Regions from separate parts of the Mus musculus genome. Here regions 1 and 2 are each linked to region 3. The links are chromatin contacts, called in public promoter capture Hi-C maps. All regions are on one chromosome and are shown on one strand. Each heading gives the region's core, a stretch centred on a gene start, on an enhancer-like site or on the middle of the called end of the contact. The rest is flanking DNA. Distances are from core to core; before and after follow the strand shown. Region 1 holds the start of Ivl (involucrin). Region 2 holds the start of Kprp (keratinocyte expressed, proline-rich). Region 3 holds the start of S100a11 (S100 calcium binding protein A11).

Region 1 (3,764 bases), core at 851-3,350, 950 kb after region 3:
TTGTAAACAAATCTGCTTAAGACAAAGATTATATGCTCCTCAGGACAACTATGGGGAACTGAAAAACTTCTCAAGACTAATTAGAAATGAGTTTTATCTTTCCATTATTTTACTATATTATTTTGTATGATCTCATAAAAAAGTGTTAATGATGAACTCCATAAAATAAGCTGTTAACTGAGCACTAAAGACAAAAATAAGCCACAATTCAGCTTTATTTTCCTAGCACACACATTTTCAAACACATGAAGATTGTTTGACATTAAAATATTAGGAAGTTGTTGTCTGTAGGTATGAGATTTGCTGTCATTTATTCTTTTAATTAATACTGATAGTGTTTTAGTGTATGGAGTGACTTTGATAGGTCCTTGAGACAATGGAAAGCACACCCAGAATATTTCTCTCAAAATATAACTTGTTTTTCAGTGGAAGACAGATAAATAATATGAAATAAATATAGATAGAATAACTAAAATTTATTAGTTAATTAAAGCTGAAGACAATCTGATAGTTAGGGCATTCAGAGGAGTATGTTCGTCAGATCTCAACATTCCTGTCAAAGCTTGAATACATGTCAGAGCACTGGAAAGGAGCCTATTAGTAGAAAGGACAGCAGGTACATAGTCCTGAGTCAAAGCACTTTGGATGTGCCCTAGGGACCAAGGACCTGCAGGGAGATTGTAGCATACATTTCAAAGAAAGGGTAACTTGTGTCAAGACAAAAGAGAGAAGTCACATGAGCCAGGGCCTTTTGAGTATAGCAGTGAATCTGAATTTTATCATATGTGTCTTAGGCTACTATGAGCATTTTGAAGGTTGGTAGATGCTTAAATTCCTACTCTATAATGTTTTCTAATCTATTTTTAAGAAGCATGTTTCTAATGGTGGCTTTAATACCAGCATTCAGGGGGCAGAGGTAGGTGAATCTTTGAATCCAAGGCCATCCTGTTTACAGAGCTACTTTCAGGACAGCCAGGGGTACACAAAGAGACTATGTATAGAAACCATGCCCCCGAAAGAAAGAAAGAAAGAAAGAAAGAAAGAAAGAAAGAAAGAAAGAAAGAAAGAAAGAGAGAGATAGGGGAGAGAGGGAGGGAGGGAGGGGGAGAGAGAGGGAGGGAGGGAGAGAGAGAGAAGAGAAGAAGAAGAAGGAGAAGGAGAAAAGGAGAAAAGGAGAAGGAGGAGAAGGAGAAGGAGAGAAGGAGGAGGAGGAGGAGGAGGAGAAGGAGAAGGAGGAGAGGGAGAAGGAGGAGAAGAAAGGAAGGGAGGAAGGAAGGAAGGAAGGAAAACAATGTTCTGAGGTGACAATGGACAATTTGGTTCTGAGCTTGTATAGTGTACATTTCCAAAAATAATTATAGAAAGTATTGGTTATCATCATGAAATGCAATGCATTCACCATATCCTATTCCTACTCCTTCCTGTTTCCTTTGCCTGAAGTGAACCAGGAGCCTTTATAAGCATGGTATCCTTAGAAACTTCGATAAATACACTATGGGTATGATGTGGGGGCTGGGCAGTTCCTGGTATACAGCTGGAGGAATCTAAGACTAATGCTTCCATCTTCTTGATCTTTCACAAGACACAACATATGCCCTTATAAAATCAAGTTATGTTAATTCTGAGTACAGATGGGCTAATAGCAAACTAGCATGCCTACCATATGTCCCTTCAGATGTGACTCCTTATTGTACCATAGATCTTGGCCTGGCTATCCCCAAAGCACAAAGCTTCTCACTCTATGCCCTTGGAAATGAATACACTAACTTATAAATCAGGCCAAACCCAAACCCATTGAGATTGAAAGGTAAGTTTTGTTGAAGTTACAAAGTAGGATACCTTTCTCACTCCCTTCTCTTCTCCTGTGCTCAGGTCAGATGATCTCAGTTAGGAGGGGTTGAGCCTTCACACTCCCACATGTTCCAACAGCAGCTAGAAAAGGGAGCCCTGGGGGTGTGGGGGTTTGCTGTCTAAGTTATCAGATGACTCAGAAAGGAAGGAAGTTGACCAACTGGAGTGGTGAAACCAGTCTACCACCCCCAACCTGAGAAGGACTGTAGGCTAGAACAATATAAAGGGCCCTAGTTGCTGCTCAGCTCAGGACTCTGCTGGAAGCCTCTGCCTTCTCCCTCCTGTGAGTTTGGTGAGTGTTAGCTACTGGGTTCTTAGTTAGGGCTGTAGGCTCCCAACGGGCCAGAACATGACCATAAGTGTCTACTTAGAGTTGGAGTAGATACTGCTCTGGGGCTAGATTCAGCTGGATTACTTAACCTTCAAGGAAGCAGGTAGGTGTGCAGAGGGAAACTTTCTGTATAGAGAAAGCCATGAAAAACAGGAGTGAAGAAATTGCATTAGAAGTACTCTAAGTACTGAGAATAACAAGCTACAATTCTCAGTAACTCTCCAGTTGCCCCTCACTCTTCAACTTTGGCCCTGGGACTACAGTTCACATTCAGAAGAGCAAAGAAGAAAGGAGCTCTCAGGTTGAGTAGGGCAACCTGGTAATTTTTTGGAGAAAACAAAACAAAACCTTAAACCCAGAAGGACTATGTGAGCTGCCCAGAAATCCATAGTGTTTTGATGGGAGCTGTGCCTGCAATGTGCTATATGACTCCAGTCTGAGGTTCCTGCAATCCCAGCTCCCCTTCATCACAGACTCTAAGCTTTCCAGAGCTCTGGAGTCCTCTGTGAGACCTTTAATTTTCTAAGGTTTCCCTTCATATTGTGACATATCACAGAAACTGTCTTTCCAGAACCCAGGGAAAGACCAGAAAAAAAGAAGGTTAATTAACAGCTAGCCTATTCTTGCAGAACCTCTTTGTAAAATGACTCCTCCAGTGAACAAGAGGGCTCAGTGGATAGCATTTCTTTGCACTCACCATTTCCACCCTAACTCTTTTCTACTTCTGTGATTTACAGCCTAAGGAAGTGGGAGAATGCCCTATTCAGTAGTAAGGATGTCAAGAACGCAGAACATAATGTATATTCTGTATGTTCAGCAGTTCCTTTATTTCCCTTATCTTCAGTCCACCCTCTGACCCTTCTGTTTTTTCAGTTTGGTCTACAGAAGCTTCCAAGATGTCCCATCAACACACACTGCCAGTGACTGTTCCAGCTGTGGTTCAGGGACCTCTCAAGACTGTGTGTTCTCCAGATCATATCCAGCAGGAACAAGCAAAGCAACCAACTCCACATCCTACACAATGCCAGGTCTTCACTGAGATTCAAGAGAAGGGCTTTCCCAAACATGAGGAGAAGCGGCCAAACCCTGTGAAGGATCTGCCTGATCAAAAGTGTGAGCACCAGCAGCAGCCAGGACCACAAAAGCAGCAGCTGCAGGTGAAAAAGTCACAGCAGGAGCTGCAGGAACAGGAACTGCATCTGGAGAAGCAGCAGCTACCACAAGAGCCCCAGGGGCTCCTGTGCCTGGAACAACAACAGCAGCAAGAGCCACAAATGCAAGAACAGCACCTCAGACAGCAGCAGCAGCAGCAGCAGCAGCAGCAGCAGCAGCAGCAGCAGCAGCAGCAGCAAGAGACACAGGAGCAGGGTCTGTGCCTGGGGCAGCAGAAGCAGCAGCAGCAGCAGCAAGACATGCTAGTACCACAGGAGCTACATCTGAGACAGCACCAGGAGAAGCTGCAGGATCCAGAACTGCATCTGGGTCAGCAGCAGAAAACTCCAGAGGAGCAGAAACTGATTCCAGGAGAAAAGCAGCAGGAGCTGCACCTGGGACAGAGGCACCAGGAGCCACAGGAGCAGGA
Region 2 (3,573 bases), core at 561-3,060, 690 kb after region 3:
GGGTGATGACTGAGGAGAGACTTTTGAGATTTTGTTTTCTTTTTTCAAGATTTATTTATATTTATTTATGTGCAGGAGGGGTGTCTATGTGAGTGTCTATGCATGCACATATGTAGGTGCTTATGCCTGGATCTGCATGTGGAGGTCAGGAGAGGATGTCATGTGTCCTCTTTATCATTTACCACATGTTCTTCTAAGGCAGAGTAATCTTCCTGAACCTGGGAATCCACATCTTGGCTATGCTGGAAGCCAGCACTTCATCCCCAGGGATCCCTCTAGCTTGGTGTCCTCTAAAAGTTGGAATTATGGACTTTTATAAAGAATTTCTGGTAGGCTGTTAGGTTACTGATGGCATCTGAACTCTTATTCTCAGGATTACAGAGTAAATGCTATTAACCACCGAACAATTCTTCAGCACAATGTTTCCTTTTTAACCATAAAAAGAATATTGGAAAAATAATATAAGGAGTCTTACATTTTAGATTGCACTGTATATATAGAATGAAGAATGAAGGGCTGCACGTGGTAGCACATACCTTTAATCCCCACTCTTAGGAGGCAGAGGCAGGCACATCTCTAATTTCAAGGCCAGCCTGGTCTACAGAAAGAGTTCTAGGACATCTAGGGCTACACAAAGAAACCCTGTCTCAAAAAAAATAAAAGAAAGGAAAAGAAAAAAGAAAAGAAAAAAAGAAAAGAAAAAGAAAGAAAAGAAAAGAAAAGAAAAGAAAAGAAAAGAAAAGAAAAAACAAAAGCCAAAGCAACAACAACAAAAGAATGATGAATCTTTGTAGAATGTAAAACCATATATGCTATTATTGGAGGGTAACTATTGTCAGTCTGATAAAAGGTAGACACCCCCTAAACAGACTTAATTTATAAAGGAAAACATGGAGATCTACAACATTAGATAAAATCTATTTACTTTAAAAAATTATTAGTTTTAACAAAGTGCAGTAAAATGTAAAGAACACCCAGCTTGTGTTTATATGTCTCATGGGGTCACCTTGCTAGCTCTATTCTGAACTGTGCTGTCTTCTAAGACATGGAGTGCCTTAAGATGCTTTGGAGGACTGCTGTATAGCATCAGGCAAGCACTTGCTGTTCATCCTCTGTCTCCTCTGCTTTAGACTGGGTCATAGCAGATGCACATTGATCCAGTTGCATTTTTGTTTATGGCATGCTTACCAACATTGAGAAAATGTTGGCTATTTTGAACATCATTCTTGGTAAGAAAGATTTGTAAGAAAGAATTGTAGTTGCCAAGATAATTTTAAAAAGATTCATCCATTTTGGAGAAGAGCAAATTAACTTCTAGTTTAGCTATAAAGGTCTCCAAGCTGTAAGTCATCAGCACGAGACACTACATGCAGCTCTGACTTCACATTTTCCTCATTCTGAAGTTGACTTGATTTTAGACTTTAGGCTTGATTGCTTTACGTCAAGGAATGCTTCCTTCATTACTTCTATCTTGTGAGAATCTGAGGCAAGGAGAAGATAGAACATGGAGTAATTTTCTAGGAAAGATGATACCTCAGTGCCTCTTCACCACCTTCACCATTGAGTCCTGCTGGGATGGAAAGGAACCTGATAGGATGAAAAATGAGAAAAAATAATCTGCTTCTCTATAGCCTGGAAACTCTGGCACCAGGGACAGACACTCCCAACTCTGTAGGTGACTAGATGGACAGCACACAGGGAGGAAATTACGTGGTGGAATGTTACCTTGGGCAGATGCCAACCAGTTGTCTCATAGTGTGAGCCAGACCCACAACTCTTTATATAAACACAGCCTTCTGTCCAGATGCCTTAGCCTGAATGACTTTGTGCCTGCTGAGGAGGGTGAGTCTGGAAGCTGGGTCCTGGGATCATGGGTGATGGATATTCAAGGGGTCCCCAGACTGTAAAGACTGAGGAATGATTAAGGCAGAAGCTAGGGCAGAGGGACATCAGTCTGAGGTGGAACACTGACCAAGGATTATAAAATGTGTAGAATTTATGGGAAGAGATGGGGCTTTAAAGTTGGTGTATTTATCTTTGGCATTCCTGGTCTTTTCTCCAGGTATCATTTCTTTCTGTTAGGAACTTGTTGTCCCTGGAGAAGATACAATATTTATTTATTTTGAGTGGTTAGAGGCACAGAAGGATGGGTACAGTAGTTATTTATGTTCTGTGCATAGAGGCACAGGAGGATGGATCACCCTCTTTAGTGAACACAGACGCTTGCTACAAATGGGAAATGTCTAGCTCTGTTTTCCAGGGGGAGAATTTTGGGTATTTTGGAAGCTTGTGAGAGGTGCTTTGTTGTTATGATTCAATTGTCAATTTAACCTTGTGCTTTGACAGTCATTAGTCTACCTGAACAGACAGGTGGCTCTGGGAAAAGCAGATGGGAGTTACTGTATTTTCTTGCTAGCTAAGGGTAGTATAGGAGCATATACCTGAATGCCTTAGGGTATATTGTGATGAACACACAATGTAAATCCATAAGGGTTTCTGACTTGTCTTACTTGACTGTAAACTCTTGAATGTGATGAGGAATATGATAGTCTCTGGCTTATCTCAGTTTAATTAACTCCATTCTGCATCTCAGAGAGTCTTAGGAGAAAACATTTCTGAAGCCGTTGATTGTCATCCTCCAGGTCATTAATAACAGCAACCTTCCTGGACAAGTGGCCATTAATCTTAAGGCTGGTGTGTTTTGCATACAAAGTATATATATTTTCATATTTCTGTGAGGATCTATTTAAAATTTACTTTAAAAGACTGAATGCAAAGCAGCAGATATTGAACACTGGGTCTGACAGGTCCAGCATTTGCCTGGATCTGTTGCTAATTCAGTGGACTCTGGTGTAATGTGAACATAGATAATGCCAGTGCTCCCCCAGCCCTGCCTCGAGCTCATTTGCACATGTGGCTTGTGTATATGTTCCTGTGTGCATGGAAGTCTCAGTTTGGGCTATGCACAAACAGAAACAAGCTGTTACTTGTTTTTCCTGTAGGGCTGTTTTCTGCTACTTGACTTTGAATCTGCTTGTCATCACTGCTCTCTGGTGGCAGACATTGGTATGCCTAACTTTATACCCAGCTATGCAGAACTGAATTTTGGCACAACCAGGGCAGGTCTCATGAGCAATAGTGACTAGTATGGGCTCAGCTAAGTCAGTAAAGATTCTTGGTTGAAAGCATATAAAGAAAAACCAGAGAATATGCCAGGTTTCTTGTTCTAGATCCCAGCTCCTGACTACCATCTCTTAGCCTCCTGACCCTGGTTTCTCTACCCTCAGGTCTTGCTTACTCACCTGCACCAGGACCATGTGTGACCAGCAACCGATTCAGTGTTGTGTGCCGATACCCCAGTGCTGTGTCAAGGGTTCCTCCTTTGGCCCCTCACAGTTTTCTTACGCCAACAACCAGGTGCTGGTGGAAGCTCCATGTGAGATGAAAGTTCTGGAATGTGCTGCACCATGCCCAGTTCAAGTTTCTCAGACTGCATGCCAGTCCAGTACCACTGAAGTGAAGGGCCAGGCTCCATGTAAGACCACCAAAGGCAAATGCCAGGCCCCGTGCCAG
Region 3 (3,708 bases), core at 686-3,185:
TCACTCTGTAGACCAGGCTGGCCTCGAACTCAGAAATCCGCCTGCCTCTGCCTCCTGAGTGCTGGGATTAAAGGCGTGCGCCACCATGCCCCGTTCCTAACACCTATCTTAAGCAGCTTATTATCAAAATTGCACTGCTGTGGCTCACTGCACCTAGGAATGCCCAGAGTACCTGAACCTTCTTCTGGAGATAAGTTCTTTCTAAAGAGTCTGAAGGAGAGAAAACTATTGGTAAGTTAGGGGGGGGGGGGGGGGGAAACACCAAACACCACAGCCTAGAAACAAGTGTTTACACAACATGCTCTTCCTATCAGAACTAAAATCTAGCTGCCTTATTAGTGTGTCACATGATAGCAGGAGAGTTGGCACGGAGGACTCGCTAGACTGGGGAGGAGGTTCCAGGCCTATAGATGCTCCTTTCTTCTTTCCCTTAGAACAGAGGGCTCAGATGGGAAGGTTTTGCCCATGTGGAGCAGCGGCTGAAAGAGAGGGCACGGCCCACACCATCGCCCTTTTGCATGATGGGAACAGTGACAGCAAGGAAAACCCCACTGTGAAAGGACGCAGTGAGATCCTTTTAAAACGCAACCTAAACACCCAACGTTCCAGGGAAGCTTCCCCTTGACAGAAATATGTGAAAAAGAGGGAACCACACCAACTATCTCTTTCTCAACCAGCACCAAAGCTCTTCCTTCAAGTGTTCAGGGTCTCATCTATCTCCTTTCACCTCATAACCTGTTGGTGCTGGGCCCTAGGTACCCTGTGTGATGAAAAGGGGAAGAAGGAAACAATAAGTAGGAAGTGATGAAAGACTGACACACCAAAGCAGGGGTCCGCAAGCTTTCTGTTGCTGTTATTTGCAATAAAGGGACAGCTGTGGATATTTTTTAGCTCTTTATGCTCCATAAGATCTTATCACTCTTGCCATAGTCAGGCAGCAAGGGTGAGGATACATAAAGCAAAAGGGTGTGGCGGTGCCTGTAAACTCTATACATTTGATTTTCATGCCATTCTCATGCATTACAAGGGATTCTTTTCCTTTTGAATGTCTTCCAACCATTTAAAAACATAAAAATCTATAATTAGTTTGGGACTAGGGCAAAAACGCACTTGGGCCTCTCTCCAACATTTGCTGATCCTCTTTGAAGAGTCAAAGGAAGGGGTAGATTTTGGAGGGGATGTGAATTACTGGAAACATTTTTTAAAGAAACGAGGGGAACTGAAGTAGCAGGTAGGAGACAGGCAGGTGATGTAGGGAGTGGCTAAAAAGATGGCTGGGAGTGGAGTAAGGGGGAGAGGAAAAGAGCGAGCTGGGAGGGACTGGCCTCCTCCCACATTCCTGTCTGTGGTTCCAATGGCTGCAACAGGCTCCGGTTTCTCATCTGTATGTCTTGGCTGTTTGCCTGCGGTTTCCCCGCAGCTGAGTCCCCCAGAATTCAGGAAGGCTACGTTCTGAACCGCTTTCTTTCTAGTCTTCATGAACGCCTAGCGACGCTGCCCCAAGTTCTCACTGAGTCTGCAGCTCTCTGGCGGCCGCCACTGGTTGGGTTCAGGGGCTCACGGCCCCAGGGAGTCTAGCGGCCGCACCCAGCCCGGGCTCAGGCCAGTTAGGCAGCCGCACCCAGCCTAGAACTTATTTTGCCCGGGAGAACAAAAGACCGCCGTTTCTCCCCACAGGCTGTTATTAGGGTGTAATTTTAGGGCTTCCTCGTGCCCTCCACTCTTCTCTAATTGCCTCCCACAGTTTCATCTTCCCGATCCATTTTCTGCCACGTCCACACGTTAGTCCAAGATACACCCAGCCAAGAGCATGCGTAGCTCTTTGTTGTTTTCATTAAAAAGAAAAAAATCTAAAAAGTTCAAAAACTTATGCTTACCAAGTTGAGGAGCGAGGTCCGGCTGCGACTGTGGCTGACGGTGGCTGGGACAGGAGTGGCGGTCGGGGTCCGGGTCCCGCCCCTCAGCCTGACTCAGGCTGTGCCCGCCCCGGCCCCCGCCCCTCCGCAGGCCTCGGCCTGTCCCCATGTCGGTGCTCTAGACTCAGCTCACTGGTTGTAGTCCCTGTGACTCAACAGGTCTCTGTTCCTCTCTCCCTGGAATCTCAAAGATTTTTGGCTTTAGGGGAAGTCATGCCCCTAGCTCTTTTTCTATGCACGTGTCCATTTGCAGTTCAGGTCAGATAAGCAGAAAGAATGTGAGTCGTGCTCATCAAGTAGGTCCCTAGGAGCTGGGGCTGTCCTGCTACACTGAAGAAATTTAATAAACAGTTGTGATTTTTTAAATTTTTCTGACACGTGGTATTCCTGAGTAGCTAAAGCTGACTTTGATTCTCTATGTAGCACAGGCTAGCCTCAAACTTAGGACCCTCCTACCCCCGCATCCCAAGTGCTGGATTATAGGTGTGCACCATCTGGCCTACCTAAGGGCAGTGATTATTGCCAACAGAATATTGGTGATTATTGTCTAGAGATAATTTTCACCCTGCTTTCAAGTTTTAAAATGACAGTTAAGAAAACTCTTGCAGCTAAACATCTCCCTGTGCAAGTGCGGCATTTTCCTGTCTGTGTTTCAATAAAGTTGGGAATTGTATGACAAACTTCCAGCTTCTAATCCTTGGTCCACAACATCACTGCAGCACTTTTGGCAAGTACTGGCCCCTCTGAGCTTCCATTTTCCCATCTATAAACAAGCCATGCTGCCTTCACCACTTAGTAAAGGCACGTAGAATGTCTATCACATAGAGTGATGCCCTTAAGGAGACACCCCCCGCCCCAAAAAAAAGAACAACTTGCAGAGTAGATGTGAATAGGGCATTGTGTGAATGCTTCCTGGTTTCTGCTCCCCCAATTTCACCAGTCACAGTTCCTGTCTCTTGTTTAGGAACCCTTGAAGTCAGACATGGTGGCCCTTGCCTATAATCTCAGCATGTGCAAGGCTGAAGAGGGAAGACTACTGCAAGTTCAAGGCCAGCCTGTGGCCTACCTAGTGAATTCCAGAACGGCTTGGGTTACAGAGTAGGATTTTGTCTCATAAGAAAATTAGAATCCAAACCAAAACAAACACTCTTGTGTTTCCAACAATAATTCAAAAAATAATTAGATCCACCCTCTTTCCATTTCTGCCGATGATGTGACCATTTTCCCATTTTCCTTATTTGAAAACATTAGCACCATGTTTTTAAAAAAATTACTTTCTTACACGATTTTCTAAAATCATGGCCCTTGGAATTTCAGCTTACTGTGTGCTTGGACCCACCTGTCCTTCTTCCACACCTGCACTGATAGAGTTTACATCCCCACTCCCTTTTTCCATTGATTTTGCAACTGGGCCCTTGCCCTCCAATAAAAACATATTTAATCAATAAAAACACATTTTCCCAATGTGCAATTTTGATTGATTAACTGCTTACTTTAGAACAAAACACACAATAAAAGAAACAAAGTAACTTACTAATACTTTTATACCAAACCAAACTGCTGGGGACAGAAAGATGGCTCAGAGGGTAAGGGTGCATCCTCCAAGCCTGTTAACCTGGATTTGATCCCTGGAACCCAAATAGTAAAAAAAGAGAACCAATTTCTACATGCTGACCTTAAACCTCCACATGTGTGTTATGGTGAGTGCCCCCCTAATAATTAATAGCAAAATAAATATTTTTTAAAACCCAAATTTCTTGGCCTCTTTGTGTCCCTGAATAACCTGTTCAGC

What was found. Promoter capture Hi-C pulls out the DNA fragments that hold promoters and counts their contacts.
Region 1: a promoter capture Hi-C map of the 3T3-L1 cell line shows a contact between it and region 3, with 2.9 times the contacts expected there. The contact joins the promoter of Ivl here to the promoter of S100a11 in region 3. A contact is called at or near these places in 4 of 39 promoter capture datasets (the 3T3-L1 cell line, hippocampal neurons and liver) and 1 of 115 datasets of contacts at active chromatin or transcription factors (pancreatic cancer cells).
Region 2: a promoter capture Hi-C map of the 3T3-L1 cell line shows a contact between it and region 3, with 2.5 times the contacts expected there. The contact joins the promoter of Kprp here to the promoter of S100a11 in region 3. A contact is called at or near these places in 2 of 39 promoter capture datasets (the 3T3-L1 cell line and hippocampal neurons).

Annotation. Positions count from the first base shown.
Region 1 is chr3:92,572,071-92,575,834 of GRCm38.p6, reverse strand. It overlaps Ivl (involucrin), which reads left to right and starts at 2,100. Exons shown (of 2, transcript NM_008412.3): 1 at 2,100-2,143; 2 at 3,056-3,764. The coding sequence starts at 3,079. It overlaps Gm35639 (a long non-coding RNA gene), which reads right to left and starts at 2,014. Exons shown (of 8, transcript XR_867457.3): 1 at 1,840-2,014.
Region 2 is chr3:92,825,484-92,829,056 of GRCm38.p6, reverse strand. It overlaps Kprp (keratinocyte expressed, proline-rich), which reads left to right and starts at 1,810. Exons shown (of 2, transcript NM_028629.1): 1 at 1,810-1,842; 2 at 3,288-3,573. The coding sequence starts at 3,316.
Region 3 is chr3:93,518,723-93,522,430 of GRCm38.p6, reverse strand. It overlaps S100a11 (S100 calcium binding protein A11), which reads right to left and starts at 1,935. Exons shown (of 3, transcript NM_016740.3): 1 at 1,878-1,935.